Regions from separate parts of the Mus musculus genome. Here regions 2 and 3 are each linked to region 1. Evidence: chromatin contacts called from public promoter capture Hi-C data. All regions are on one chromosome and are shown on one strand. Each heading gives the region's core, a stretch centred on a gene start, on an enhancer-like site or on the middle of the called end of the contact. The rest is flanking DNA. Distances are from core to core; before and after follow the strand shown.

What was found. Promoter capture Hi-C pulls out the DNA fragments that hold promoters and counts their contacts.
Region 2: a promoter capture Hi-C map of erythroid cells shows a contact between it and region 1, with 27 times the contacts expected there. The contact joins the promoter of Msl2 here to the promoter of Nmnat3 in region 1. A contact is called at or near these places in 2 of 39 promoter capture datasets (erythroid cells and pre-B cells).
Region 3: a contact with region 1 is called in a promoter capture Hi-C map of erythroid cells, with 26 times the contacts expected there. The contact joins the promoter of U2surp here to the promoter of Nmnat3 in region 1. A contact is called at or near these places in 1 of 39 promoter capture datasets (erythroid cells), 1 of 484 Hi-C or Micro-C datasets (CD8 T cells) and 1 of 115 datasets of contacts at active chromatin or transcription factors (thymic regulatory T cells).

What each region holds. Positions count from the first base shown.
Region 1 is chr9:98,294,508-98,299,184 of GRCm38.p6, reverse strand. Nmnat3 (nicotinamide nucleotide adenylyltransferase 3) reads right to left here and starts at 2,615. Exons shown (of 5, transcript NM_144533.3): 1 at 2,205-2,615. Gm46126 (a long non-coding RNA gene) reads left to right here. Exons shown (of 2, transcript XR_001779264.2): 1 at 1-1,099; 2 at 1,806-1,988.
Region 2 is chr9:101,072,743-101,077,031 of GRCm38.p6, reverse strand. Msl2 (MSL complex subunit 2) reads right to left here and starts at 2,270. Exons shown (of 2, transcript NM_001100451.2): 1 at 1,612-2,270. The coding sequence starts at 1,753. It also overlaps the pseudogene Gm46140.
Region 3 is chr9:95,509,803-95,513,980 of GRCm38.p6, reverse strand. U2surp (U2 snRNP-associated SURP domain containing) reads left to right here and starts at 1,985. Exons shown (of 28, transcript NM_001357974.1): 1 at 1,985-2,164. The coding sequence starts at 2,120.

The sequences.
Region 1 (4,677 bases), core at 1,366-3,865:
AACCTACTAAGTCCACACAACCTTCAGGACTCTGAGGATAAGTGACCTCTTCCAAGCAGTTACTGAGCTGGGAAGACACAGGTCTATGGCCACCACACTGAAGCCTCTCTTCCCATCTTGGCTAGCATACTGCCACGGTCTGTGAGGGGGAACAAAGGGGCTGCATCGTGGCTGCTCTTTTTCCTTTCCCTCCAACGTCCTATTAACAGTCCTCCTTTGACCACAATCCAACAATGTGGGTTCTTCCCCTAAGTGTGCTTCCTCATCTCTGGTTCTCCACCCTGTTCTCTTAGAGCAAATCCTAAATCTATATCAGTTGTGTGGACAAGACCACAGAAGACCTCAGGCCCATTCAAGGTGTAAAATTTACCAAGCCTCTTTTTTCATTAATTGTTGTTAACACATAAATATCATATATATATATATATATATATATATATATATATAATGTGTATATATTATACATGTGTATACCATACAATATATACATACATAATACACATATATGTATTAATAATAAAGAAAGAAAGAGGCATGAATTTGAGAGAGCAAGGAGGGATATACAGGAGGGTTTTGAAGGGAGAAAAGGGGGGATGATGTAATTATATTATAACCTTAAAAATATAAAGAAGATATTATAAATACACACACATGTAAATGCCAAGCAGCTGACAGGTGTTTCCTGAAGCCACTCTCTCAAATCTGTGCTGGTCTCAAGTTCTGAGGGGTCCTCAGCAAGGGGCCAGCAGAGACGGTGCCTCAGGGGAGAGAGCTGCCAGTGGAAGAGCTGCCTCTTGGGGCTGGCGGGATCAGGTGGTGCTTGCTGGGAAATGTGTACCTAGACCAGCAGTTCTCAACCTGTGGGTCGCAACCCCATTTGGGGGCTCACATAGATATCCTGCCTATCAAATATTTAAACTATAATTCATAACAGTAGCAGAATTACAGTTCAGAAGTGGCAATGAAATAATTTTTATGACGAGGTCACAACGTGAGGAACTGTATTAAAGGACTGCAGGAGCAGGAAGGCTGAGAACCACTGGCCTAAATGCTAAATGGAAACAAGGCAGCTTCCCTCACAAGGCTCAGAGTCCGCATGGTAAGTGGCCAACCTTGCACAGGCTCCAGGAGAGCAGGTCTTGTATCTGGCTTCTCCTAACCCTTAGTGTCAAGGGAAAGGCATGAGCCAAGTGTTTCCAAAAAATGGTTAAACCAGTCCTCAACTTAGAGAACAGGCTGTATTGTGAGAGTTTACTCATCTGTCAGAGGGGAATGTACTAAGGCGGGGGGGGGGGGGGGGGAAGCTTACTCTGAGACAGACACCTCAAGTTCAGTCTTGAGGAGCAGAGATACCTTCACCCCTGCTGTGCCCGCTGCTGTCTGAACAGCTCTGGCAGCTGCTTCCCACAAACCCATTTCCTGGTAGTACAAGCAGTCCCATCTTAGAACAGTGGCTTAAGAAACTGCCGAGGCAAATGCCCTGATCAAAAGCAACTCGGGTAGGAAGCCTTTATTTGCCTTGCTCTCCCAACGTCACAGTCCCATTAATGATAGAAATCCAGGCAGGGGCTGAAGCTGAGGCCATGGAGGACCACTGCTTCCTGGCTTGTTCTCCAAGGCTTGCTCAGCCTATTACAACTAAGGACCACCACTGGGGTGGGGGACGTGGGAAAGGGTGTGGTGGAATCCCCCACTGTGGGCTGAGCCCTCCTACATACATCAGTAATCAAGAAAATGCCCCCACACCCTTTTGGTCAGGTTAGTCTAATGGTGGCATTTAAAAACTCCAAGTTCTCTCTTTCCAGATGACTCACTTGTTGACGTCGACTAACTAGGACAGGAACTCGCAGGCACCAGCTCTCTGCAGGACGATCCCAAGGGAACCTCCTTCCCAAGCCTTACTTTATGTCTGGAATTCCGTCATTCACGGGGTAGCTTTAGCTCCAGCAGGTTTTGCTGACGGGAAACGTAATAAAACTTCTCCAGCACCCTGCGCTTTTATTTACTTATCTTAAAAATTATCTCCACAGCTCCTACTAATTTGAACTGTCATACTTTAATGTGTGTGGTTTGCCTTTGCTGGAGGTCTCCTCGCTAGTCTGTGCTCTGCGGGGCAGCACGCTACACGTGACAATCGCTGGAACCCCACTTAGGCCAATAGAAAGAGAACACTGAACAATACGCTGTAATTGTCACACACTTACTTTTAACTGACTGTAAACGTGCTGCAGGGGGGATCCGAACCCGTGTCAGCTCGAGCCAATCGGTCAGAAAAGTGACCGTGGGGCTAGCGTGGTTCTGCGCTCCACAGCCATCTGACTCTGTCGTGCGCGCGCGCGCCCGAGTCGCCGCCCCCGAGAGTCACGTGGGCCTGGTAGGTACGCGGGGACTCAAGGCTTCGTGGACACCCACGCGGGCGAAGCAGGCAGCCAAGGTCGCTGGCTGTGCTTACCTGCGCGTCGCGGGGCTCCGCTCAGAGTCAACAGGGACCGCGGATCTGCTGCTCGACCAGGATGGGTCACCCCGCAGATCGCCCTAAGACTAACTAGTCTTGACCCAGGCTGGGGGCGGAGCCGCGAGTGAACTTGACCTTGCGCTCCCAGCTTCCTGCTGTGGGCGGAACTCCCGGGAGACAGAGCGGAGCTTTGCCCCGCCCCCTCAGCGACCTAAGACCACGCCCCGTGCCCCGCCCCCGCTCTTCAGGTCCTCAGTAGATTGTCATCTGTGGCCTTTCTGCTCTGTGTTTTCATTTTTTACTTTTTTTTTTAGTTTTGTATTCTGTTTGTTTCTTTCATCTAACTTTCACTCTGGTTTTTAAAAGCCTGAATTAAAACCATATCAAGCAATGTATGAACAGTTCTTAAAGTATAAAATAGCTACTTACAATGAAAGAAACAAGCCCCTCCTGTTCTGCTCTACCTAGAGCCCTTTTTCATCAGTCCCTTCCTTGGATGGTCACTTTTTGTCGCAAAAAAAAAAAAAAAAAAAAAAAAAAAGAAAGAAAGAAAGAAAAAGAGCTTACATAGCGATTTCTTGATTTATCTATTGACTTTCTGCCATGTTAGATGAGGATTTACTCTTCCTGGGCCCCTGCTTCCCTCTTCTGACACATTTACACCTCTATTCTCCAGCTCTGCCTTGGTGAGGATAAAGGTTGTGGGGGGATGGGGTTCTGAAGCTGGCACAGTTTGGGGGAGGGGAAAATGGGGGCTATTTTAGAAAGAAAATACAATTAGGACTTTCTGGCAAGTATATTCATTCATACTAAGAAATTGCAACCGAATCCTTGGAGATTCAGGACCTACTCCCGGAGGTCTTTGTGTAATTTAGAACCTTAATTTGCCTCGCTAATGCAGAGTAGTTTCTCAGCCTCCCATAACCCTCTATAACTGCCCAGCCCTCACAAGAAGCTTCACCGTGGCCTGTCAATCCTAATGGAGTGAGTTGCAGGGTGGGGGGAAAAATCAAGGGTGATGTCAAGGCTTGTGAATGCTAAACATTTAAGCTCCCCCCTCCTCCTAGCCACAGTGATAAATCAACTCCTGGGTGGAGAGCTAGCTCTGGACCCAGTTTCTATCCCCAGTCTCCCATGATATTCCCAGGCTCTTAGGAAGGGCCACACCTTTGCCATTAATCAGTATGTGGGCACACAGGTAGCCCCACTAAGAAACCAGGGAAAAGATACCTCCCCACTCAGGCAGTAGACCCTGTGCCCTTTGCGTTTCTTCTGGGAAACTTAGGGTACAATGCACCTCCATAAAGTGACCCCAAGCAAGCAGCTTTACCTACTCAGGTTTCAGTTTCCTTCCCTGTAATCAGTAGAAACAACCCTCTACCTCGATGGCTTTGGAGGAGGTTCAAGCAGCACGATAGTAGCTAAGTGTACAGTGTCCTTTGGATAGTTTCTTACTGATGCCAGCAGCGTAGGTGGTGTGTCACAAAATTTGGAGGCATCTGTGAGCATATGTAGTGTACACACTCCTACAGGTTGGTTTACTTTCATAAATTAACCAAAGGCCAAGTCTTTCTGAGTCAGGACCCGGGGCTGTGGAGGCAGAGACTAGACACAGCCAGCCAGAGAGAGCCTGAACAATGACTTCTCCTTCAGAGGAAGATTTCCACCCTGCATCATGGAAGACTGAGGCCTGGCTGAAGAGAAGACTGGGTGAGAAGCACTGTGTGCTTTGGGAAGGCAGCACAAACCTTATATAACAGCCAGGCTTTAGCTAACATAGCGGGGAGAGGCAGGCCTGAGAAACCCAGGCTGGACCGAAGCCTAGCTGCTTTTATTCTGAAGGGGAATAACAGGATCCCCGTCACAGCTGGCTACTCCATCATAAGTAGAATGGGAGCCTCTGGGTACATTTAATTTCTCTATGACCCTGTTCACTAAAGGAAGACATCTAGAGATACCATCACAGAAAGGATTTGATGGAGAATATGTGCTTGAGTCTCTCCTAAGTAGACTATGGTACGTGCAGTTGAGTGGAAGTTTATAAGGTATAAGATTGCAGGTAAGTAGAATAGTTTAGAGGGCAGGGCAAGTGCACAGTGAGGAGGCATTGTTAAGCCAGCACTCCCCTGTAACACGTGATGAGAATCAGCATAATCTTGAAGGAATAGTCTACAAAGCAGTATGCCAAGCATGAACATGGCTTGGGATTATCCCGCCCAAGG
Region 2 (4,289 bases), core at 1,021-3,520, 2.8 Mb before region 1:
AACAAAGGGGGAGGCATGTCAGGGAGAAGTTGGGCCACACCAGAGCCTCAAGCTTACACGCTCTGTAAGTGAACTCAGAGGCAGGGCCCTGATTTTGATGACCAGCGCCACTAAAAAATTAAAAATGAGACTGCAAGAGAGAATACCATTAAACCAAGCAAATTCTCAGTCCACTCCCCTTGGCTTTATCTAAACTGAAAGCAAACTAACAGCACCTAGCCCTAAAGCCCTCACTTCACACACCAAGACGCTGAGGCCTAAGGCAGCGGTTTAGTCATCTGCTCTGAGCGACTGCTTCCCTGTAAGTACTGTGTGTTAGTCGTCAAGGCAAGTGCTTAATCACTTGGTTGCTTAAACGCTTACGAAATTAAGTACCTAACCAGGAAAAACCCAATCTCCACCCTTTTGGCACCCCTCAGAGTCCGGCCCTGAGCTATACAAAAATGATGGATGAATCCTGAATACCATTTCTATGGCTCAGCCATTACTATCTCCACTTCAAGGGCCTCAATGTCTAAATTGTGACTGAACAGAGAGTCTGGGTTAACAAAGCCTCCAACACAGTAAGTGGAGAACATCATCAGTACTTCCTTGTTGCTCTCATTTCTATTAAACGTCTCGTTTTCTAATAGGCGGAGGACTTATACCATCTCAAGAGGGACAGAGGATAATCGTTCTGGTTTTCTGAGTGTCAAATACTATTTGTGCCCAGTTAACACGAGTCATCACCCTTTAAACACTTTCCAGTTAGACAATATTTTCACTCATCTCTTACGATTGATTAAGTATTGTAACCGACAGGGGCTAATACCCTTTGAAAAAAATCTTAAAATAATCCTCTGAAACGGGACATGGCTGTGCATGCCTGAAATACCGGCATTCAAGAGACTGAGACACTAAGACCACTAGTTCGAAGTCCGCCTAAGCTACATAGTAGGAACCTGTCTTAAATAAGCAAGTAAATAAACAATGCGACTCTGCCAGGCCACCTGACATTAAAACTACAGAAAATCTAGTCTGTAAAAAGATCTCACCAACTAAAAAGTACCATCAGCTTCATTAGGTCAGTGCTAACCTTCAAACCATCTGTTGTAGAACCTGGGGCACTGAGGTCTCTGGCTGGAGGTGCATCAAGATTATACCATCCACCCTCTGCAAAACACGAGTGCAGTGCATATTTCTTAACAATGTTTGACCACATTTAATGACAATGGTATTCAATCAGTTCCCGCAGCAGAGGTTTTAAAAAGAAGGCAGCATGCCGCTGGCATTTCAACCCCATTTAAGACATCACCGCTATACGTGTGAAGCCGTCGAAGAATTTTTTAAAATGTATTTTAAAAAAATAAAACACCAGAAAGATGTGTCAAAGCGAAATAAAACCATTTTGAACGTTAAAGCCTCCGTACAAAGGTGGCTGAAAAAGGCTCTCGGCCTTTCTGAAACGCCGGGCAAAAGTCCCTGGGCGACTTTCAAAACTAACGACCGTGTACTACTGCACAGTACCACCCCTTAAGACGAACTACCGGCCGGCCAACCGTTCACGTTACTACTGCCAAAGGAACTTTAGAAAACAAGCAGGGAAAGGGGAACAATAAAGAAGCGTCTCACCGCAAACACAGCACGAGAGGGACTGTCGGAAGTAAGGCAAGAGCCTGTTAATCTCTGTAAACGCCTTGGGGTCTCCGGGGTCGTAGTTGAGCACTAGGCGGCTCGCGGAAATGTAGAGAGCAGTAGCATTCACCGGGTTCATTGCAGACACTTCGACACCAATGGCTCCCGGTTGAAAAGAAATTCCGGATCCAAGTTTGTAAGCAGCCAGGGAACAATGGCGAATTTAAAACAATTCGGAAGAAATCTGAGCAGAACCCCTGGCCAAAGCAGCAACCAAAATCCGTGCAAGTTTGTGAAGCTGAAGCAATCCTCCCACACATGGGGGCCTCGGCGCCCCTCCTCTGTCCCTGAGACTTGCAGACCAAAGAGAGACAAGCGAAATCAGCGATCGAGTTCGTCCGACACGGCCGCGGCTGGGTGCTCCGGACGGGCTCCGGGTTCGCTCTAGCCCCGCGGCTCGGCGGGCGGCCTGCGCTCGAGCAGCATGTCCGGCCGCGGAGGCACCTCCGGGTGGAGCTGGCGCGCACGGGAGCGGGCCCGGTGGGGTCCAAGCGGTCCACACGTTTCTCTTCCGACGGCGGGGCCCTTACTCCATCGCAGCGACGTCGCGGAGGCAGCGGGACGGTGGGGACTACGGCGCAGGCGTCGGATTCCCGGGTCTAGTGCCAGCAGCCGCGGCGGCGGAGGTTGCTGTTGCTGCTGTGGCTGCTACTGCTGCTGCTGCTACTGCGGCGGGAGCGCGCCGCTGCCGTTCTCGCCATGCCGGACGCGGGGCCCACGCTGCGCCTGGCGCGGCAGGCGGGCGGGAGGGAGGCCCCCGCCCGAAAGGGAGGCCCGGGAGGAAGTGCGCGCGGGGCCCGGCGGCGGGAGGGGGCGGGGAGCAGGCCCGGCAGGCAGGCAGGCAGGCAGGCAGGCAGGCGGCGACGGCGGCGCCCCTCCGCTTCTCAGCCGCACACTTGGGGTCACCAGCGCAAGCGCCGCCCCCTCACAGCCCGGCCATCTTTTCGGCACGGCACGGACGACTCCTCCAAGCGCGACTGCCACGGTGCTGCGCCGCCGCCGCCGCCGCCGCCGCCGCCGCCTGCCTGCCCAGCCGCGGTTTAAGCGAGCTCACCCCGCCAGGCCGCCGCCGCCGCCACCCAGCGCGCACGACCAGGCCCGCTGCAGGCCCCTCCCTCGCGCCTGGCCGCCCTCACGCTTCTTCTCGCGCCGCTCTAGCTCCGTTGGGCCGGGGCTACTCCGGCCGCAGTAGATGGTGCGGCGCCTCAGGCCCGGCCGGTAACGACGACCGTTACCCCAACGGGCAAAGACACTGTCATCCCCGAGCCTCCCCCGCCGCCGTCGTCGCTAGCCCTTGTACGCATGCGCACAGCGCGCTCTCACCCCCCCTCCCCACCCCCACCCCCCGCCCTTCCTCTCCCTCCGCTTCCCTTTTCCCCTGCTTCTCCTCTAAAAGCCCCCTCCACACCCTCCCCGCGCTGCCGGCTTCACTGCGCATGCACAAACCCCCCCAACACACCCACCCCGACCCTACCGCCTTTCGCCCTTACGCGTGCGCTTTGACCGCCCACCCAGAAAACCGGATAAACACATTAGCCCGCTCACGCCAGCCCCGCCCTGCCCCGCCGCCAGCACACCCCGAGCTCACTGCGCATGTCTGGCTCGCCACTTACGGTTCCGTGCACGGAGCATGCTCGGTTTCGAGCCGGACGCGCTCTCCGCCCCTCCCCCACGTGCTCTCCAATCCGGTCTCCCAGGCGTGTGGGTTGTGGTGAATTGGGGTAGCGGGCACGGTCTCCCCTCGCGTGGGCTGCCCGCGTCGCGCCGTGGGGCGGAGGTGGGGGGAGGGTGTTCGGGGACCGGAGTTGACCCCAGTGGGAGGATGGCAGCCCAGCCCCGGCCTCGCCGGCCTCCTCCCGGAACCTAGCGCGTGGCGGGCCGTGGACTAGGCGCTGGCCCACAAGTTTGAAAGCCACTCCTCTAGGTCCCCAGCGAGCCTGCCCTTGTGCGTGGACACAGCCCGCGATGTATGCTCTGGTTCTGTAGAGTCCGAAAGTGTCTGAGTCCTTCGTTGTTCTGCATTAAAACACACACACGCACACACAAAGCTTTTGCCTTTTTTGCAGAAGGCTGAGGACACTTGGATATAAATAAAGCCTAACAGCGTGATTCTCCCCTCTCAAAATACAAACCCGTTTTTGGGTAGCACAAATAGAAACTGCTCTTCCGACATGATATTTTTTGCACATACTAACGCTGTACACGTTCACAAAGTGAAGCTTATGAGGTGTGCAAACCTTTTACATATGTGTGCTTATGGTATACCAAAATGCTAATTTTAGGGACTGGCCCATAAGTTATCAAGGAAACACAAACAATCTTACGACTTGAAGACAGATTCTGTTTTTTTGTTTTTCTTTTAGTAAAGCCTAACATACAGTACCAGTAAGAATCCAACTTCTTAATTTTATATATCAGCAGAGTAAGCTGTGGAGGATGTATTTAGTAGTCACACGTGGGAAACGATATGTATTCTAAAATTAGCTCATTTTAAAGGCTCCATCTGCCATTTTCTCTTTATGATAGCTATTTTCTAAGGTCACTTCCAAACAAAACCGTTATACAGATCTATTTTTATTCCAGGTTCCTCTTAGGTCTTCTTCCACTGCACGCAG
Region 3 (4,178 bases), core at 736-3,235, 2.8 Mb after region 1:
GCTGCAGACCTACATAAGGACATTGGAAGGAGGGCTCATCCTTCTTCGCCCGCTTGCCTTGTGGGACTGAGCAACTGCTAGATCCTTGGATTTCTATTCACAGCTGCTGCTGACCACTGTTGGGGAGTTGGACTACAGACTGTAAGTCATCAATAAATTCTCTTACTATATAGAAAATACTCATAAGTTCTGTGACCCTAGAGAACCCTAAATACAAATATTTTAAATAAAGCTGTGATATGAATGCTGTAAAGTAGGTTTCACAATCTGTTCCGAATTTATTATTGGAACCCTGCTGTTTTTAATATATAAAAGCCTCCACAGTATTGTGACTTACAGAGACAGACATAAGGCTGTACAGTGTAAAACTTGGGAATAAGGAGATTGCAAAGTAACCCTGTATATAACTGACACTGAAGAAAGGAGCAGTAGGGGAGGGAACTGAAAGAAAGAATGAACTCTGAGAGTAGGAGTAGGCTCAGGAGACGGAGTCACAGAAGCAAGTACATTTACCATACAGAAGTTGAAGTTTATTTTTTGGTTGATGGGGGTATAGTGAAGGGGGTGGGGGAGCGACCAGGGAAGCATTAGTCTAGGAGGCTACATTGCTGAACTCTCTAAAAAGGTCAATAAGCAGGGCGGTAGTGGCACACGCCTTTAATCCCAGCACTTGGGAGGCAGAGGCAGGCAGATTTCTGAGTTCGAGGCCAGCCTGGTCTATAGAGTGAGTTCCAGGACAGCCAGGACTACACAGAGAAACCCTGTCTTGAAAAAACCAAAATAAATAAATAAATAAATATCAATAAAATCTGGTGGTAGGCGATGAGGTATAAATAAGCCAGGTACCAGAGATAGAAACCGTAGTAACAGGAAGCCAACGATCAGAAAGTAACGGTTGCTATGCATGAAAGTACAGTATAATACGGTTCTGTGCCCTCCAGCCCAAATGAATTTATTTCCATTCTCAGGTCCTGTCACACATCTCCAATTCTGAGCCTCTTCTCTAGGTCTGACCCTTATCTGTAACTGAAATCTAGGTGATGGCACACACGTTTTCTCCCAGCACTTGGGAGACAGATCTCCGAGTTTGAGGTCAGCCTGGTCTACAGCACAGGGACAGCCAGGGGTGGAATGCCGACAAACTGGAAAAACCCAAATCAAACCAAACTTACTCATTCCCCGCTTCCCTTCAATTAACAAAAAGCTTAGACATGGTGGCCCAAGACTAATTCCCAGGACCTGAGGCGGGAAAATCAGCAGTTCAAGGCTATCTTCTGCTACACAACTTTTGCGACTATGCTTCAAAGAAATAGGTGCGGGTAGCCAGAAGTCTCAGAGGGAAAAAGGCACTTGCTGAGCAAACCTGCCAACCTCATTTCGATCCCCAAATCCCACCAACTCCTTCAAACTGTCCTTTAACCTCCCCACAGTTGCTAGGGCGTGCCTGTACTGCACAGTAACAATAAACATGCTCGTTTTAGAACAGCGTCTATATTACGATCCATCCCTCCCCAACTCCATGCCCAGTCTATGCAGGTACCATGCTCCGACGTCCTAAACAGTTTTTATCCTATTTCCCTGTTTTTTCTCAACTCTGAAGTCACTGCTCACCATTTTTTAACGTGAGCAGATTGCAAATTTGCCTTGCCACCAAGGCCTGTGCCCCCTGGGGGATCGTGCGGCAAAGTGTCTCGACGAACTGCCTCATCAGCTGAGGTGAGACGCTCGGCTCACGTGGCTACTGCAGTTGCTTTAAAAGAGCAGCTTCCTTCCCCCCTCAGGAAGTAGAACCCGCTCGCATCTAACGCCGGTTGGCTCTGGGAGGAAAATGACTGAATTATCAGTTGGCCTTGAAAGTCGGGTCAAGGAGAGTCCCTAAATTCCGCAGGCGCGTGACGTGACTGGGCGCCGCAATTCACCGGAAGGCGAGCGGGGTGGGCGGGGCGCGTAAAAGCGCCTCGACGCGGAAGTCACGCGGCCCCGGCGCCGCGGAGGTCTCCGTCTCGGCGTTCGGCTATTCGGCCTGGCAGCCTTTCTGGCGCGCTCGGCTGCTATCTGTTCTCTCGGTGCTCGACTCACCCGCGCTGCTGCCTCCGCTGAAGGAGGAGCAAAGCTCAAGATGGCCGACAAAACGCCAGGCGGATCTCAGAAGGCCAGTTCAAAGGTAGTTTCTTAGAGATCTCCGTCAGTCAGGGGGGTCTCTCACCGTGGTCGAGGGCCTACAGAAGCCTCTGGCCTTCGAGGGTTTCCTGGGGCGAGGGGCTGAGGCCTGTTGGCCACAGTGGGCCTGGCACCGCTGCACCAAGGTGCGCAGGTTGAGAGGCCCGAGCGCGCGTCCGTCCCGACTGGGATTCAGCCCCACACCAGCGTGCCTGGTGGCGAGCGGGGCTGGTCACCTCGTTCGGCTTTGTGGGTCAGAGCAGTGGTTCCGAGGTGGTCCGGCGTCCTTGTATCACCCCTTGCTGCTCTCGGAGGCTGCGGGCTAGAGGCTGGGAGAGGCGGGAAGGTTCCCGGTCTTAGATGCCTGTTTCTTCCCCCCTCGTCCTCCCTTCTTTACTTTGGCTCTTACTCGTTCCTGGCCTTACACGGTTTCTCTCCTTGCCGTCCAGGAAATTAGGCTGGACGGGTTGCAAGGGTGTGCGAGAGACCCGCCAGTGGAGGGCCTGGGGTTGGGACGTGCGGAGGGAGCCGCTCTCTGAGCCTCAGGGTTAGAGCCACACTTCCCATGTGATTTTCCTCCCACTTCCCGGGAAGTGAAAAGTGAACAACATCCCTCTTGAGGGCCGCAGACTCAGGGTCTCAAGCAGTATGTGGGGTTTCCATTGGAAAGGGAAACTACGGTAGACGTGGAAATTGCCCAAATGCCCTTACATGTGAGTTTATAGGGAGCCCTGTGCATTGCTTGGGAAACCGTTGAACTGTAATTAAGCGTTAGTAAGGTTGGGTTAACAATTGGTGTTAGTTGCCATTTTGGCCAGCGTGTTTAATCCCATTTATTTACTTATCTATTTTGGATTATTTTGCTTGGAGATTCTCGTCCCCATCTCGGTATTAAAGATGCCTAAGTACTGCCATAAACCAGTGGCGAGGCTTGAGATGCAGAGATAAGGAGTTGGATAACATTTAAAGAGTCTCGGAACGTAAAGTGTATGATTATCTGTTTGCATTTGCTGTTTGGTTTGAGAAACAAACCAAACTTGCTCTCTTTCTAATAAGGCTGACGTTTATTTATTTGTTAATTTTTAAATTTTTGCCATTTTGCTGAATGATTGCCCCAGATTTACTTAGCAAGTAGTAAAGGTCTTACTAGACATTCTTCAGAACTATGGGAGGGCCCAGTTCTGGTTGTCCTTACACCAGACCTTTACTGTAAGTCAGCTTCCTTTTTCTCCAGTAGTTTTTCCCCTCCTTCCCTTTCTGGGGGAGCAGGTGAATGAAGGGGTACCTCATGATGCCACTCCTCCTTTCAGACCCGTGACCAGGACAGGTACCCACATCCATAGTTACAATTTGTTTTGATATTCTTCTCAAAGCATTTAGTATTTCCTGCATGAGGCCTGGGTAGATTGAAAGCTTTTCAAAGTATGTGTTCAGACTTTTTTCTAAGAGAATACTTCTCAGGACTCTGTGTAGTTTTTAAGTATTAAGTAGCTTGTTGGATTTTTTTTTTTTCATTCACACTTGTCAGTTTATAGTCCTTTAGATGTCACCAAAGGGTTCCTTACTCGTGTCTGAAAAGGGAATATTTATACTCAAGAGTTTTGCCAGGATTTTTCCATGTAATGGAAAGTGTTGTAATGGAATGGCGAGGTTATAGGTTTTGAAAACAAATACGATACCTAATCTCTTCAGCCTCAGGTTTTCTTATCTTATTACAGGAAAAAAATTCTTTTATAGGGCTGATAGAAAGATGGAGTTACTGTAAATGTTAGTAAATCTTACTTCAGTTTCTAAGTCTATATAGATCATCCACCCATCCTGCGTACTAGGTTTTTGAGCTGGGTCTCCCGTAGCCCAGGCTGGCTTGAACTTTAACCTTCAGCATCCTGCTGCTCCTTCCTTGTATTTCCCAGAGTTGGGATTACAGGCATGTGCCAACCGCTTCCAGCTCCCTTTTTTTTAAGGAACTAGAAAGCACTGATTTGGATTATTAAGTGTTGGCCATCATAATGACCACT